Linked DNA regions of Astyanax mexicanus: region 2 is linked to region 1. The links are chromatin contacts, called in public Hi-C maps. All regions are on one chromosome and are shown on one strand. The core of a region is the stretch at or near the end of the contact, and the rest is flanking DNA. Distances in the headings are between cores, read along the strand shown. Region 1 holds the start of kmt5b (lysine methyltransferase 5B). Region 2 overlaps syt19 (synaptotagmin XIX).

Region 1 (7,407 bases), core at 2,488-4,987:
TAAAAAGGTTTGCACATGTATTTTATTATGGAAAACGAGTGAATTATCCTAATTGAACCGTTACCTGTTAGAGGTAAGGAACACCATTGCACTAAATAATGATAGAACAATTAGCAATAGAGTTAGTAATGAAATACTCACACTTCACACTGTTTGTTAGCATTTTTCAGACATCTTGTGGTTAATTAAACATGCACTGGGTCAAATTAACCGGGGAACACCACTGCTGTTCCTGACAAATGAACATAACAGGAGGGTTAAAAAGACAGCGATCTGATCACTGTAACGTTACACTGTGTGTGTGAGACAGCTAAGTTATCTGAATAGTTAGCATTTAAACATGTCAACAGTTGCTAACCGGTAAAATGCTCTTTCTTACCTCAGCATACCGGCTGCCCCTCGAAGCACTGCATTATGATGGACTGAAGGGTAAAATAGACAAAGCTAACCTGAACAGCTTGGTAAATATTAGTTATCGTGCCGTTCACAATGCAAATTACATGCAGCTCTAAAGCTGGATCCCTGGCTCTGTAAGCCCGGCTATGTTAGCTAGCGTTAGGTGGGTTAGCTAAGTGGACAAAAACACACAGAAGCTAACGCAGCGCTGCAGGTTAGCATTAGCGCTCCTGTCCGGACCTAGACAAAACTACAGAGACACACTTTAACCGAGCGCGTTTATCTCCAGCCAGCGGGTTAAACCCCGCGCTGACCTCTAAACTACTGTCCGAGCCTGACTGGGTTCAGCCTCGCTGAGCCTGTTATCTGTAAAGGGAGGTGATAGTAATGCTAAACTGGTGGCTGTGGCTCTGAGTCTCTGTGAGAGGGGCTCTTGTTGTTCTTTCTGACTGCATGACATCATCAACATGCTCCCACTTTTCCTGATAAGGAAAGCAGCAGTTATATTCTACAGATCATAAAGCTGATTTCTCTCTGTTTAAAACGGCTTTTGAAGCATTGTAGCAATGACTCACTTATCACTCTTATTCTGAACTAACCGTTCAAGAGGTTTTAACCTAGGCGTTCCAGATGTTCTGCACAGAATCAAAGAACAACAGTCTGAGAGAAGTACTAGTGCATCATAAAATATCAGAGAATATCATTAAAAAGTTAACGTTACTTTTTGAAAACCCCAAAAAACAGTATCACAGAAAAATAAAATATTATATAAGACCAACTGGTACTTTTGGCAGTGTGGGCAGTATGCCAAGTCCTGCTGGGAAATAAAATCCACATCTTCATAAAAGTTGTCAGCAGAGGGAAGCATAAAGTGCTGTAAAAATTTTCTGGGAAAGCATTGCACTGACTTTGGACTTGATATAACACAATGGACTGTGTGCCTCTCCACTTCAGACTGTGGTCCCTCGATTTCTAAATGAATTGCAACATTTATTGTCAGTGGCTTCGTCTTTGGATGATACAGCTTTAGTTCACAGACATTGATTCTGTTCAGTGTTTCTGAGCTCATGCAGTGATTTCTAGTACAGAATCATTTCTGTACTAGACATTTCTGTACAATTTTAATTTTCAGTACAGTGCTGCCTAAGGCCCCAAAGATCATGAGTATCCAGTACCGATCATCAGCCTTGTCCCTTGCACAAAGAGGCTTCTCCAGATTTTTTTTACAGACCTCTGCCTCTAAAGATTTTCTTTTTATGACCAGTCACATGAATTATCCACAAATTGTTTTTACTTCAGCGTTTTTTATTAGTATCTCTAACTTTTTCAGCCTTTTGTTGCCCCATCCCAACTTTCTTGAGATTTGTGCTACCATCTAAATCAGTTAATGTTTTTCATGAAATGGTAAAACGTCTCCCTGATATGGGTTTTATGTTCTATTGTGATCAAAACATGGGTTTGTGAGATTTGCAAATAATATACTTTTATTTACATTTATTTACATTTTCACAGGGTAACAACTTTTTTGGAATTGGGGTTGTACGTAAATATATTTGAGTTACATGCACAAAGTGTAGTATATAGTATGTGTTTGTTTATGTTTGAAATACTTATGTCTTAACAATGTAATTTATCAGGCAGCGCATTTGTTACATTTTATGTAATAACTTCTACTGATGTAGCTTTTAAAGGCATTTAGTATAATCCCTAAAACCCTAAAATTGAACCTTGGACTTTTTTTAGAGGTGATTTTAAGAACATCTTCTGCTAACTTGAAACAGTCTCATCTAAACTCTGTGTTGCTTTCAAATAGATGAGCAATAAAAGTTATGCAAAATCATGATTTGCATGTTTTACAATCATGGTTTTATTAAAGGCCTTGGAAATGAGGGGTGTGTATTTCTGTAGTCTGAGTTTCCACTTGTACTTGGAATTACTTGTTTTTAATATCAGAGACAGAGTTTTTCATATTTTTTTAATACGGCTGCAGTTGCAGGTTCTGAATTTTTACAATATTTATAGATCTCAAACACCATTGTAACAAACTTGTAATTATCCACAAACTAAGCAGTCAAAGCAGTGTGTTGACATGAATGAAAATAAATGTGTTATTTGTTATCCATATTACCTCTCTCAACAATGTAATATACACTTTTTATTTTGTAATAAAGAACCATTTATCAGTTATAAGTATAACTGATATAATCACAAATATTTGTAGAGCTTTTTTGTACACGTATCAAATAAGCACATATCTATTACATTAATGGTTTTTTTGCTTGTTTTTGTTATTTTATTAGCTTAATATCTTACCTATCTAGCAGTCTAGATGAAAAAATGAATTACTTTACCTAGTTTGCTTTATTGCCTATAGGGGCAAAACCATGCTATAGAGGGCTGAAGTTAGGACTTGCATCACTGGGTGTGATTTTAGGCTTTAGTGCTGTATTAAGTGTGTAAATTGGGCACTATGCAGGGGTTGGTTTGTAGTTAAGGCAGTAGTAGATGTTAGATGATTTAAGTCTGTTCAGACATGTGTTTTACATTATATTTAAAAAAAAACATAAACATACAGATGTAAAAAAAAAACATGCTATAGAGGGTTAAAGTTAAGACTTGTGTCACTGGGTGTGATTTTAGATTTGAGCCTGGGGACTAAGAAGCTGATCATTTGGCTCAGGTGTGTGTAAGCAGGGATGCTCCTAAAGCATCAGGGATTCTCCTGAACTACTAATTTAAGCTTAAACACTAAATGCTGGCACTGCTTCCATGTAGCTTAATTTGGTTCCAGAAATTATTTTCCCCCCAAGATTAAATGTTATGTTAAACACAAGTTAAGCTCAAATCTCAAGCAGGGAATTCCCTAAAGCATGCAGAGCAGGCAGTCTCCAAAATTATTTTAGCTGAAACTAATTGCTGGCACTGCTTCCATGTTGCTTTGGTTTTAGAAAAGATTTTACCACCAATATTAAATGTAAAAAAAATATCTCTAATATTAGTCTGTGAAGAAATATATATATATATATATATATATATATATATATATATATATATATATATATATATATATATATATATATATATACACAACTAAAAGTTTGCTTTGTTCCTTAAGGGCAAAACCATGCTATAGAGGGGTATAGTTAGGGCTTGTCTCACTGAGTGTGATTTTAGGGTCTCGTGCTGTGTTAAATGTGTGTAAACTGTGCTTTGTGCAGCAACAGGTTTGTAGTTAGGTAAGGCAGCAGTAGTTAGGTGTGTTAGATGTGGAGCCCGGGGCCTCGGTGAGTCTGCTGGCTCGGGCTGAGAGGAGGATGTTGTTGCTATGCACGCCGGTGAGCTGCGCAGTCAGTCACACGAGGGGACATTTAAAGGGAAATAACAGCGCTCCTCTTTGTACACATCCGAGTTTCGCAGGACACTGTTGTCATTGATAAAAAGAACCGCCGCGCGCTTCCGTGACCGCGTTTATTTGGCCGGACTGGGATCGGGACGGGCGCGGGAAGCGGGCTAGAGAGCCCCGGCGGATCGGCGGAGCGGCTTTTCTGGGGATCTAGTTCTTTCGGAGGAGGCTCTGTGTGCTGCCTTTCCACTCAAGTCGCCATCTTGAATTTTAATGTAAATTATCTGGCATTTTTTGTTTTGCTATATGGCAGATTTACAGAGCCGCCCCGCTCGCCCCGGGCGCTCGTGACGGACAGGGCTCAGCTTAGGAAAAAGTGCGAAGTAAGTATTAAAGCGGCGATCGACTCTCCGGAGCGAGATAATTCCCTGTTTTGCACTTTCCGGGTGCGTTTGTTAGCCGACAGGGCGGTTAGCGTGTGAGCTAACCGCTAGAGCTATAGTTAACCTGAGAGTCTCTCAGGCCCAGCTGATGGCAAGCAGTCGATTATCGCAGCTAGTTAATAATAACGAGCTGTCTAAACAACCCCGGGGCAGGGATTTAACCTGCTGTGGGCCCTTACGGTCCTTATCATCGAGCACTAGTGTAATAAATTCACCCAGCTGTAGGCATTCAGTATTTTCTGGACCTGTTAACTCGCTAACTCGATGCTAGTCGGGGTAGCGTTAGCCCAGCTGAGATCTTGGTGTCAGTCGACGGGAGTGTTCTAATTTTGAAACGCTAGCGTTAGCTTAGCTAATCTGGCTAGCTATGATAAGCTTCATAAAACCCAAAGCTCATATAATCGTAGATAACTTGTTTGCTAGGCAGCTAAGCTTGCTGATATGCAGACTGAGCGGTGGGCATTACATTATGGTGTATTGTTGATTATTTTGGGCTCATATCGTGGTGTGTCCTGTGAATGTTAAAATGGACAAAAGGGTTCGATAGTAGTTAGCTTAGCTTAGCTTAGTTAGCTAGGTTAGATAGCCAGCTAGCTAGCTAACCTTTTGGCTCTCTTAATGTGTAACTAGCTAAGTTAACCTAGCTAGCGTAGACTTCTGGAACATTGATTGCTGAAGATTTGTGCAATGAGATACTAGCTAGATGTATTAAAAATAATAATAATAATAATAACAAGTTAATACAGTCACACATGAGCAGCAGCTAACAGCTAGCTTAGCCAAGCTAGCTAAGCTAAATGTTTTGAAAATGTAGCTTTAAATTGAGCTCAAGGCACCTGGTTTCATTTTTCTTAACAGCCGGTGGGTGGCAGTCTGCGCTCAGTAATATTTTGCTATCAACCGGCATCTCAGCCTGCTCCACAGGATAAACTGTTCATACACTGCGTTTTTATCTGTTTATTTATTTATTTTGTCCACTGTTCAGTCACACAATCAAAGGTTCAATATATCTTCTATTCCTATTCCTACTCAGATTTCATATTACGTCCAAACTTTTCCCTGTGCAAAAAACACAACCATCTAAGCACAACCTATTTATGTTCTGTCAGTAGTCGTATACAGAACCCCTTTGCACTGAATTACATTTCTGTTATTTTAACAGGAGGAAATAGGATCAGGATCTGGATCAGGCTGCTGCACATTTTCGAATTGCCCGTGCAAGCAGGAGATAAAACCAAGTAGCACCATTTCCCCACATGTTGCATGATCTCTCACAAGCACATACAAGCTAAATGCACCTTCACCAGGGAGCCAGCTGGTATGAAGTAGATGGGAGAAACCAAGAACATGGTGCTGAATGGCAGGAGACATGGCAGCAGGTTCTCCGGTGATCAGCCCGTTGGGAAGACCAGGCTGCAGAACACGCAGAGGGCCCACTTGCGCCAGAGCAAGGGCTCCCCTAGTGGCAGGAGATGCAGCAGGCGTAAGTACTCCAGTTAAACTGCTGAAAAGATGTAGCAGAAAAAAACTGGAGTGTTTAAGTTTATACAGATATTCAGACATTATTGTTTAACTACAGTTAGCACTTCCTTTAAAATGTCCTAAGTTTCACAGAGTTTCAATTAGATTTGTATTCAGCAGGTTGCTCAGCTCATTTGTGTTTACTGTGCTTCAGGTTTCAGCGGAGCAGCTGCAGAACCAGAGAGGCGTCATGTGCCCTCTTCTGGGATGACTGCAAAAGAGCTGTGCGAGTATGATGACCTGTCCACCAGCTTGATCCTAGACCCTTACCTGGGCTTCCAGACCCACAAAATGAACACCAGGTGTGTGTGCGCGTGCGTACGTGTGTGTGTGTGCGCTCGTGTTTCTGTAGTGCATGCATGACCTTCGGTACATCAGTGCTTGTAACACACACCCATGTATTTACTACTTAATATTTGGTAGCCTTGAAATTAGATGGTCCTGTGTCTGTAACCTTGGGGTGATTTTTACGTTTTTAGGTTTCGACCAGTCAAGGGTCGACAAGCAGAGCTAAGAGATGTGATTGAACGCTTCAAGAAGAGTGACAACCTGGAGAAAGCCTTCCAGGCTTTAACCTCTGGAGACTGGAGCAGACATCACTTTCTCAATAAGACCAAGGCCCAGGAAAAGCTCTTTAAAGCACACGTAAGTACTATTATAAACATGAATGTTTTAAAACTCCTGTAATGCACACATTAGTTGTATTTCATTTTGCACATTTATTCCTGAATTATTAATATTATATTTTAATTTCTTTGTGCAGGTGTTTGTTTACTTGCGTATGTTTGCTGCGGACAGTGGGTTTGAGATTCTTCCATGCAGTCGCTATTCATCAGAGCAAAATGGAGCCAAAATTGTAGCAACAAAAGATTGGTAAGCTGCAGTTAATGTATAAAATCATTAAGGATTAAATTTCATTTTTGGATCTGTCATTTTTAATTATTTAATTTGATTTTTAGGAAAAGAAATGATAAAATTGAACACCTCGTTGGCTGCATTGCTGAGCTGTCTGCAAGTGAAGAAAAGATGTTGTTACGGCATGGAGAGAATGACTTTAGTGTCATGTACTCTACGCGAAAGAACTGTGCTCAGCTCTGGCTCGGACCTGCTGCCTTCATAAATCATGGTACGTGTATAATATATTTTGCCTTACTACTAAGAAAAGATTGAAAACGAAATGGCCCACTCTTAAAGTATATGATTATTTTAATAGCCAATTGTGTAGGTTAGATGCATTGAAATTTAAAAATCTTGGCCAAAACTGGAGAAAATTGTTTTTGTTTATTTAACTCTTGAATACTTACCAACAAAGTGCAGTGCAGTGTTTTTACCACATATATAAAACGGTGGCCCAAGCAGTTACAAAACCTTGCAGGAGGATGCAGAAACTAGTACCAACCACTTCTGTTTTAGAGCAATTTAGCCATGATTGCCAACAGCTGGGCTAAACAAGGTGCGCTAATGCTGCAGAGCTCAAACATCAGTCGAACTATACAGTCTATGAGCCAGCTCAGCTATGCTGTGGCACAATGAAAAATGTTCTTGAGCTAGATTATTCGCTTCATGACAAGTTGGTGACAAACCAAGGTCCCAATGTGTCTTCACATTGCCCTGTGGATATAATGAGCCCTTCTATCCATACAGAACTGTAACTTTCCTGTGTTTTGGCTCTGTTTTGTCTCTTGAAATCTTTTGGAAGTGCTA
Region 2 (7,407 bases), core at 3,038-5,537, 39 kb after region 1:
ATGGTAAAACACCTGATTTAAGCAACTTTGTTCTGGTGATGTGAACGTAGCAATAGTGATGTCATTGCGTTTGTGAGAAACTATTAATGGTGGCTGAAACTAAGCCTGGGCAGCAACAGCCTTCTGCTCTAATCGCTCTGGTTTATAGCACAGTTCCTTTTATTCCTCTTACTGCAGTCCTGCTCCGCCACCGTCCAGTGATGAATAGCAGGTGATATAATTAAAGCCATAACTTTAGTTCAGAAGAGACACTTAGAGGATATTGCAAGTACAATGTTGCAGCAGCGTGAGCTAGATATCTAGAACGCTGCCAGAGAGAGAGAGACGGCTGCCAGGGAGCCGCTGTGGCCAGAGAAGTTTTTTCATTTTGTGTTTGATGGAGGAGGGGGAGGTGTTCTGGCAGATCCGTCAACTAAAGGGTGCCAAAAGGGAAGATCTGGAAGGATTTCAGCACAGCTAAATCACTTTAAGGATTCAAACACACACTCTCTCTTTCTCTCTCAACCACACACACACACACACAAACACACACACATAGATCACACAGGTGGTCAGGAAACAGGGAGGATTCTGAACATCATCTGGTCAACCCCAAGGCTTCACAGCAACTCTCATCACCACAGAGAGGAAGAGTGATCTGTCCTTTTTTATGTTTTGCTTTTGTATATCTCTTTCCTCCACCTTCAGCAGCGCTTTGCATTATATCCTTATGTTATTCTATGTTACCGTCAGTTACATAGAATAACAACTCAGACCAGCACATCATGTCCCAAGCTGTTAAGAAATAACATCACAGTAAAACATCCCATACATTCCTGTCAACACATCAAAGTCATATTACATAACCATAAGCTATACATCAAGAGATGGCACCAATCCAACATTCAGTTTTAGCCTTGGGCTCATTTTAGCAGACACAGCTGGATTAGATTACAGAAGGGGCTGAATTCACAAAAGCTTTCCTAAGAAAAATTTACTATTTTAATAAACATCAAGATATTTGAAAGAACGGTCCTCGTTCACCAACTGTCCTTAAGAAGAAATTTCTTCTTAAAACGCAAAAAAGCAGTTTTTATGAGGATTCTGGCATTCTGCAGTTTAAAAACTCATGAACTAGACATATACTTTTTGTTTGGACTTTTCTATTGACTTTTCAATTGAATTTCCCTTTTTAAAATATTTTTAAGAGGTTTCCACATTATCATGAACCACATTTAAATTTTTTTATTAATCAGTTAAAGCTGTGCAGTGAATAGTTAATCTTTTTTCTATATATAAAATTAAGAAAGTACTAGGCATCTAAGATGTTTTTCTTTCACCTGTATAAATCTACCCCCTGATTTTGTAACAAACTTAAAACTGTTATTTAAAAATCATCATGTAATAAATATTAAAATAAAAGTTTAAAAAGGGAATAAAGTAAATGCACTTGTCTAGCACATTTAAGGATTTTCGCTGTCTCCTTCCTAGTGATGTCACGCCGCAGTGTCCTGTCTGGATGAGATATTGGTGTTATATAAGCCAGTGTTTCAGCCTCTGTTGTTCCTGGGTCTGCAGTCTGAAGAGCTTTTAGAGTAATAGCTTGAGTTTGATTGGTTCCGGCCAGAGGAGCCTCTACGCATTTTGGAGCCAAGCTGTCCTAAGCAACTACCATCCTACTAATTAAAAGAGGCATTTGCTTCTATTCTGCATAACAATCAGAAATACAGTAGATACAAGTCTTTAAAAGTACTGGACTTCCCAAGGAGTATCAACCACTATTAAAACCACCACATTACTGAATTTTAGAAATGCAAACAAAGTCGTTCAGAGTGTTTTGATGTAAAATTATGTTTTGTAGAAATAGGTACTAACTTAAACACAGTGTAACAATACCTATTTCAGGATTCGCTCATGAATGAACACATTATTACAAATATCAGCGTATCTTGTATATTTTACACAGCTTCTTTAATGTGGGGTGGAGGGGTGTAATAAGAATATGAATATCAGGCTGTTTAAATTTACCTGAAAATTCCCTGCCCTTGCTGTCAGCATAGGATAAACTCCCCTTTTAAGAAAGTACCCTTTGAGATCAGTCAGATCACAAATGTTGTATTTTAAAGGAACTAAAGACACATGCTTCCTGTTCAGCAATTAATAATATTCATTTTACTTAATATTTCTTTTATTGTCTCCACATTTACCTAAGGTGTCCACAGTAATTAAAATAAACGTAAAAAATAAAACAATATTTTTAAAACAGAATAAAGTCACCATGAACAGTTCTAAATGTCTTGGTCAATCTAGGTTAACCATGTTTTCATTAAATCCCAGGTTTCACTAAAACAGTCCACCTTGTCGAGCAGCTTGCCATGACAGGAGGGTCAAATGCATGCATGTGAAAACAAGGTAATTATGCTGAGAAAATATGATTTCTGCATAGTCGTTGTTTTAAGATCTTGAGGGCCAAAAAGCACAGTATTTTGACAATGATGAATATATAATGTTGATGATGATAAAATGGTGGTAAATCTAAAAAACATTTTAAAAAGTTCTCTTAGGCCACTATTTTGCCGTATAATAAAATTGAATCAAGCACCCAGCACCGCACCCCCCATTTTTACCTCATCTGTACACAACAGCCGATTTGAGTAATCTGTAAATGATAATGCTCCCCCTGCTTCTGACTGCTTTACTTTATTTTACTTCACCTTGACTTCACATCTACATTTTTCTCACTCTCTCTTTTCTCTCGTATGCCCCAGACACACCCTCGTTTTCTTTCTTTCTTTCTCTCTTTTATGATCAACATATTTTATTAAATATATTTTTTATTATATTTATTTATATGATATAATATTTTTACTATATTATATGTGTTTTTTTCTGTAGTCTTCAGTCTGTTTTTTTAAGTATGCACCATATGAGAACAAAGGGAATATAATAAATTTCAACATTGGTGAATGATGAATGAGAGTTCTTTTATTGCTCATTATGATATCTGTCATGACATCAGACATCAGACATGCTGTGTTTACAAGGATTTGGACAGATTTTATTCATTAAAGTGACAGTCAGTAAGAAAAATGTCACTCCGCCACTCATCAGTTCCTAATCCTGGGCTACTTTGGTTTAACTGTGCATTAATAAGCAAACAAGGACTCTGCTGTTCTGATATCTCCATGTGTTCAGTAGCTCTTGTATCAGTATCATCAGCAGCCTTAGTGTTCCTCAATAATCAGCAAATCATGAGGTGCAGCTTGGCCAGAGAAAACACACTTTGGTCTCAATTAATGTCATTTATTACAATATTTTGTCCTCTTTTAGTTTAAAATAAACAACTCAAGTGATAGCGTTTTAATCCCAGACAATTTAAAGAGATGGGAAACTGGGAATCTTATGACTGGAGAAAACTGCTGGCTGATTTTGACATAATGGCCCCCAAGTGAACAGACTTGCCTATAAGGACTAGACAGGCAACACAAAATTACATAAAAACGTAAAAAGTATTTTTTAAAGTCATTGGATTGGAAGGCACCCTGTACACCAAAGGTATGAACATAAGCACTGAAATGGCAACACTTTAGATCTACTTTATTTACAGGGTAATATAGGTAAGATCAATATGGGAAGTGTACCCAAATAAGGTGCATGGCTGCCGAACAAGTGACATGCTGAAGTTAATCTGATAAGAAGGTATTCAAGACACACCCAACCCCTGGACTACGCACAGCGAATTGTAATTTTCCACTCAAAACTCAACATGGCACAATAACAGGCTTAGCCTGTGCCCAGGACAGTGGTCATGCAATCAATGTTTTTTTTAGGCCAGTGCAAGAATCTCTTTCCTTGCCAGCGACACCAGAGAGAGCCAGCCTGGTTACGTATCAGCAGAAACAAACAGAATGATTGCCACAGCCTTGTATAATACTATACTGCACTGTTATGAGCAAAGCAAAGGTATGAAGCAAAATGGAAAAAGGAAAAAAGGCAATAAGACCAAATATTTGAAATCATTATAAGATGACCTTATAAGATGGTCTTAAACTAGGTCAGCTGTTTTTCTATATTTCTACAAGATTAAAAATATCCTAAGAAGGCCATTTCGACAGTTGGCTTTTAATATGCATAGAATAAATCATTTCCCAGTCAACACACCCATGTGGGGCTTGTATCAAGGGTCCAACAGGGACCAGGGAAATTTTGCCCAAGGGTTCCATGTTTGCCCACATATGGATGTAAGGAATCGGGAAACAGAAGGGGTTAAACATGAGCCCCATAGAGTTGTACACTTTACACGCATGGGGCTTAGATGGCCCCCATTTGAGATGAAAGTGGGCTATAACAATGGGGAGAGCCCATTCGAGAGCCCTATATGGTCCCAGGAACAACACACGTATAACCCTCAGAACTAAGAACTCTTGCTCACTTGGAACCAATGTTCCACTAGTCCCACATAATCCTGTTGGATGGGTCACCACCTCATACTGTACATCATTCCAAGTAAGAAAATGCCCAAACCATTGGCATTCTGCAGCTCTCCTCTATATGGTGTCCTTAAGAGGCCTATGAAGTTGGAGACGTGGGAACGGCCTTCTCCATATCTGGTCAGCCTTGCTATTTTCCGATATGGGTCAGTCTTTATCAGTTATTTATTTCCCCTGAGTTTATTCTTAAGAGCCACAACTTTAGATCAAACAAGGATGTTACAACTAGGTGGCTCAGACTGAAGGTCTCCTTGCCACACCTAGGAATTACCATTAAGTTCCAACACTGTGCAGCGGAGCCCTCTGCTGTCTGAAACATTTAAAACAATCAGTGTTAAAGAAATGCATGAACACATTATTTGTGTGGAAATGTATGGCTTTGGGTAAACAGTGGTTTGACATTTTCTATTTCTTGCTTGACTGTTGCCAGTGTCTTATATAGCATTGGGAAAAGATTAGGTTTATAAATAAATTAAATTGAACAACATTAAAGGACAGTAACATTTAATTTAAATGAGACTTAAATTTAAACAGTGTAAAGTAAACATGGGGAAATGACATTATACCTTATTCTGTAGAACTTATTTTAAAGGGGACTACTCACATTTTATGTTTCATGTTTAAGCTCAAAATCATATCATAAATATAACAACACTGTCATAAAAATCTGAATGGACAAGTTTCTCTAGAACTGACCATTTATTAATGCATACATTTTGCATGTGCATGCCAAGGGGTAGGATGTCCTGATTCTGGTTAGGCTGAAGGGGTAGGGAAGGGAAGTTAAGTGTTAGGGCTACATGATCCTTCAAACAGAGACTTTTCAGAGGCACACTCAAAACAGAGGGGTACGAGAATCTCTGGCAAGTTAGTGGCGACAACAGTAACCCTCAGTTTTGAGGATTTTCTTTGTTAAAAGTTATGATAACCACTATTTTACCACTATTTTATAAAGTTTACAAATTAACCAAAAGTTTGGTTGCTGAACTGTAGCTCTCCGAAGAAGTATTGTCCCAATTCTTAGGAAGAAAATTTAACTCTGTTCCAAGGTGAAGGGTTACACTCGAAAACAAGGGGTAGGGGAAATAATATTGGGCCTAGGTTTGCCACTAGAATATATCCAGCATTATTAGCAGCCCCATTCACCTGACTACTTTCTTTTAATAAAGTATATATTTGGCATTGCAGGGGTCACAGGAACACTTTGATGGCATTAATTGGAATAGTGTGTTTCCTCTCCATTCAGGAATACTACTGCTTTTTAAAAGAATTTAAAAGAAAAAATCTTTTAAAAATGCTTTAAGTATTTACTTATGGTGTAAGCAACAGTACAATTTGTGTGTATGTCTCTCCAGCTTCAAATGTATGTGGCGTTAAATCCAGTGTGGAAAAAAATGTGTGGCTAGTGTGCCATCTTGTGGATCCAGACTGTATCTTGGAAAATGCAAAGAGCACTAAAATGGAAGCCTGAAATCATTATTTGCTCAATATCATGTGGATCAGAGCTGTATAAAAGTCAGTCATGTGTTTCCACAGTGCCTCCCATCTTCTCACATTCATCAATCCCTACATACAGAAAAAGAACACTCTTTTGCCTTGACTGCTAACAAATGCATTAGCAATGTGAATGTGCTGAATTATCACCATATTAATTTTATTGCACAATAACAAAAATATTGTTCATCATGTTTTGAGTGCGTAGTCATTTACAGCCGGGAGATCCATCTCAGGTGCAGAAGAACTGGTCCAAATCTGGTATTTGGCTGGTATGCTGAAATAAGTGTCCCCACATTGTGTTGGCTTAAGGGCTTCCAGCACCTGAATTTAAACCCTTTAACGCTTGGTTTATGATCCTTCAGCCTGGATAAGTTGTCTTTATAAGAAGAGTAAATGCCATTTGGCCACTGGCTGTCGAAGTGACCTCATCATGAGCTTCCAATGTTCATCCTCTATGTTTCTGCTCTTCCCTAAAGTGACCTGACCAATCAGGCGCTTGGAGGACTTCTTCCCAGGACGCATCTCATAGATGGACACCGTGATGGAGCACTCTCTGATCTGTGTGTCTGGCAGCACAAAGATCATGACCTCGTTGAAGACTGTCACATCCCACCGAACCTTCTCTGGTGTCCTCTGATGTCGAATTTTGCACTGGTTGCACAGGACACTGGTTCTGGCGTAGAGCACTGCAAAACAGAGACACCAAAAGACACCACAGTGTTGTGTGACTGGTTGCCCATGAACTAATTCAGCACCCTGAATCCTGGGTTACAGCTGGATAAGCCTTATTAAGTGTAATGGACTGTGTAGGTTCATGGCTATTGTCCAGAAGTAGTGCTTGGATTAATCAAATAAGTTGATTAATCAAATTACTGGTTTAACGCAATTGTCCAAATAGGATAATTGAGATTGTACATCTTTACATATAGAACCTGCCAAAGGGATTCTATTAAGAAACCTGTAAAAAAAGCTCTTTTATGGCCAGAGTGTGCCAGTGATTTATATATTTTGCACTGAAATATATATATATAAGTTATTTTATACCATGTTAAATAAAAAAGCTTTTTAATGGAGCTGCTTGCTTTTCATTTTTTATGTTTGATAGCTATAAATGGTGCTGTTATTTAATATGTATGCACATCTGCAAATAAAAAAAAACGGTGAATAACAACTGAACAACTGGATCAGTTCAGTCATTATTGAGAATTGCTCATTTATTTGAAGAATATAAATATTTATTTTCTTAGAATATCTATTATATAAAATAACCTATTCTGAAGGTTTTATGATGTAGAGTTGTATGCTAAAGTAAGTGACTGCTATAAAATCTATAGACTCTATGGAATCTATGGTCTATGCACCAAAGAAATCCTGATTTAACTGCTTTTCTAGAATCTGTATTAATGCCTTTGTGTTAGAAAAGCTGAGAGAAAAGTTGTTT

The links. Hi-C and Micro-C count contacts between places; a contact is called where the count stands out from the background.
Region 2: a Hi-C map of muscle shows a contact between it and region 1, with 14 times the contacts expected there. The contact joins the enhancer-like site here to the promoter of kmt5b in region 1. A contact is called at or near these places in 2 of 3 Hi-C or Micro-C datasets (both in muscle).

What each region holds. Positions count from the first base shown.
Region 1 is chr9:25,140,128-25,147,534 of AstMex3_surface, forward strand. It overlaps kmt5b (lysine methyltransferase 5B), which reads left to right and starts at 3,738. Exons shown (of 10, transcript XM_015607604.3): 1 at 3,738-4,122; 2 at 5,345-5,665; 3 at 5,858-6,005; 4 at 6,183-6,348; 5 at 6,467-6,576; 6 at 6,663-6,829. The coding sequence starts at 5,512. It overlaps si:dkey-12e7.1 (F-box protein), which reads right to left and starts at 855. Exons shown (of 2, transcript XM_007256235.4): 1 at 380-855.
Region 2 is chr9:25,178,389-25,185,795 of AstMex3_surface, forward strand. syt19 (synaptotagmin XIX) reads right to left here. Exons shown (of 7, transcript XM_007256255.4): 7 at 2,995-6,652. The coding sequence ends at 6,345. Among protein-coding and RNA genes, the nearest start is that of syt19, 9.7 kb to the right of the region's middle. Within about 2 kb of position 4,288, the one cell type or tissue checked has an H3K27ac peak away from gene starts, as active enhancers do.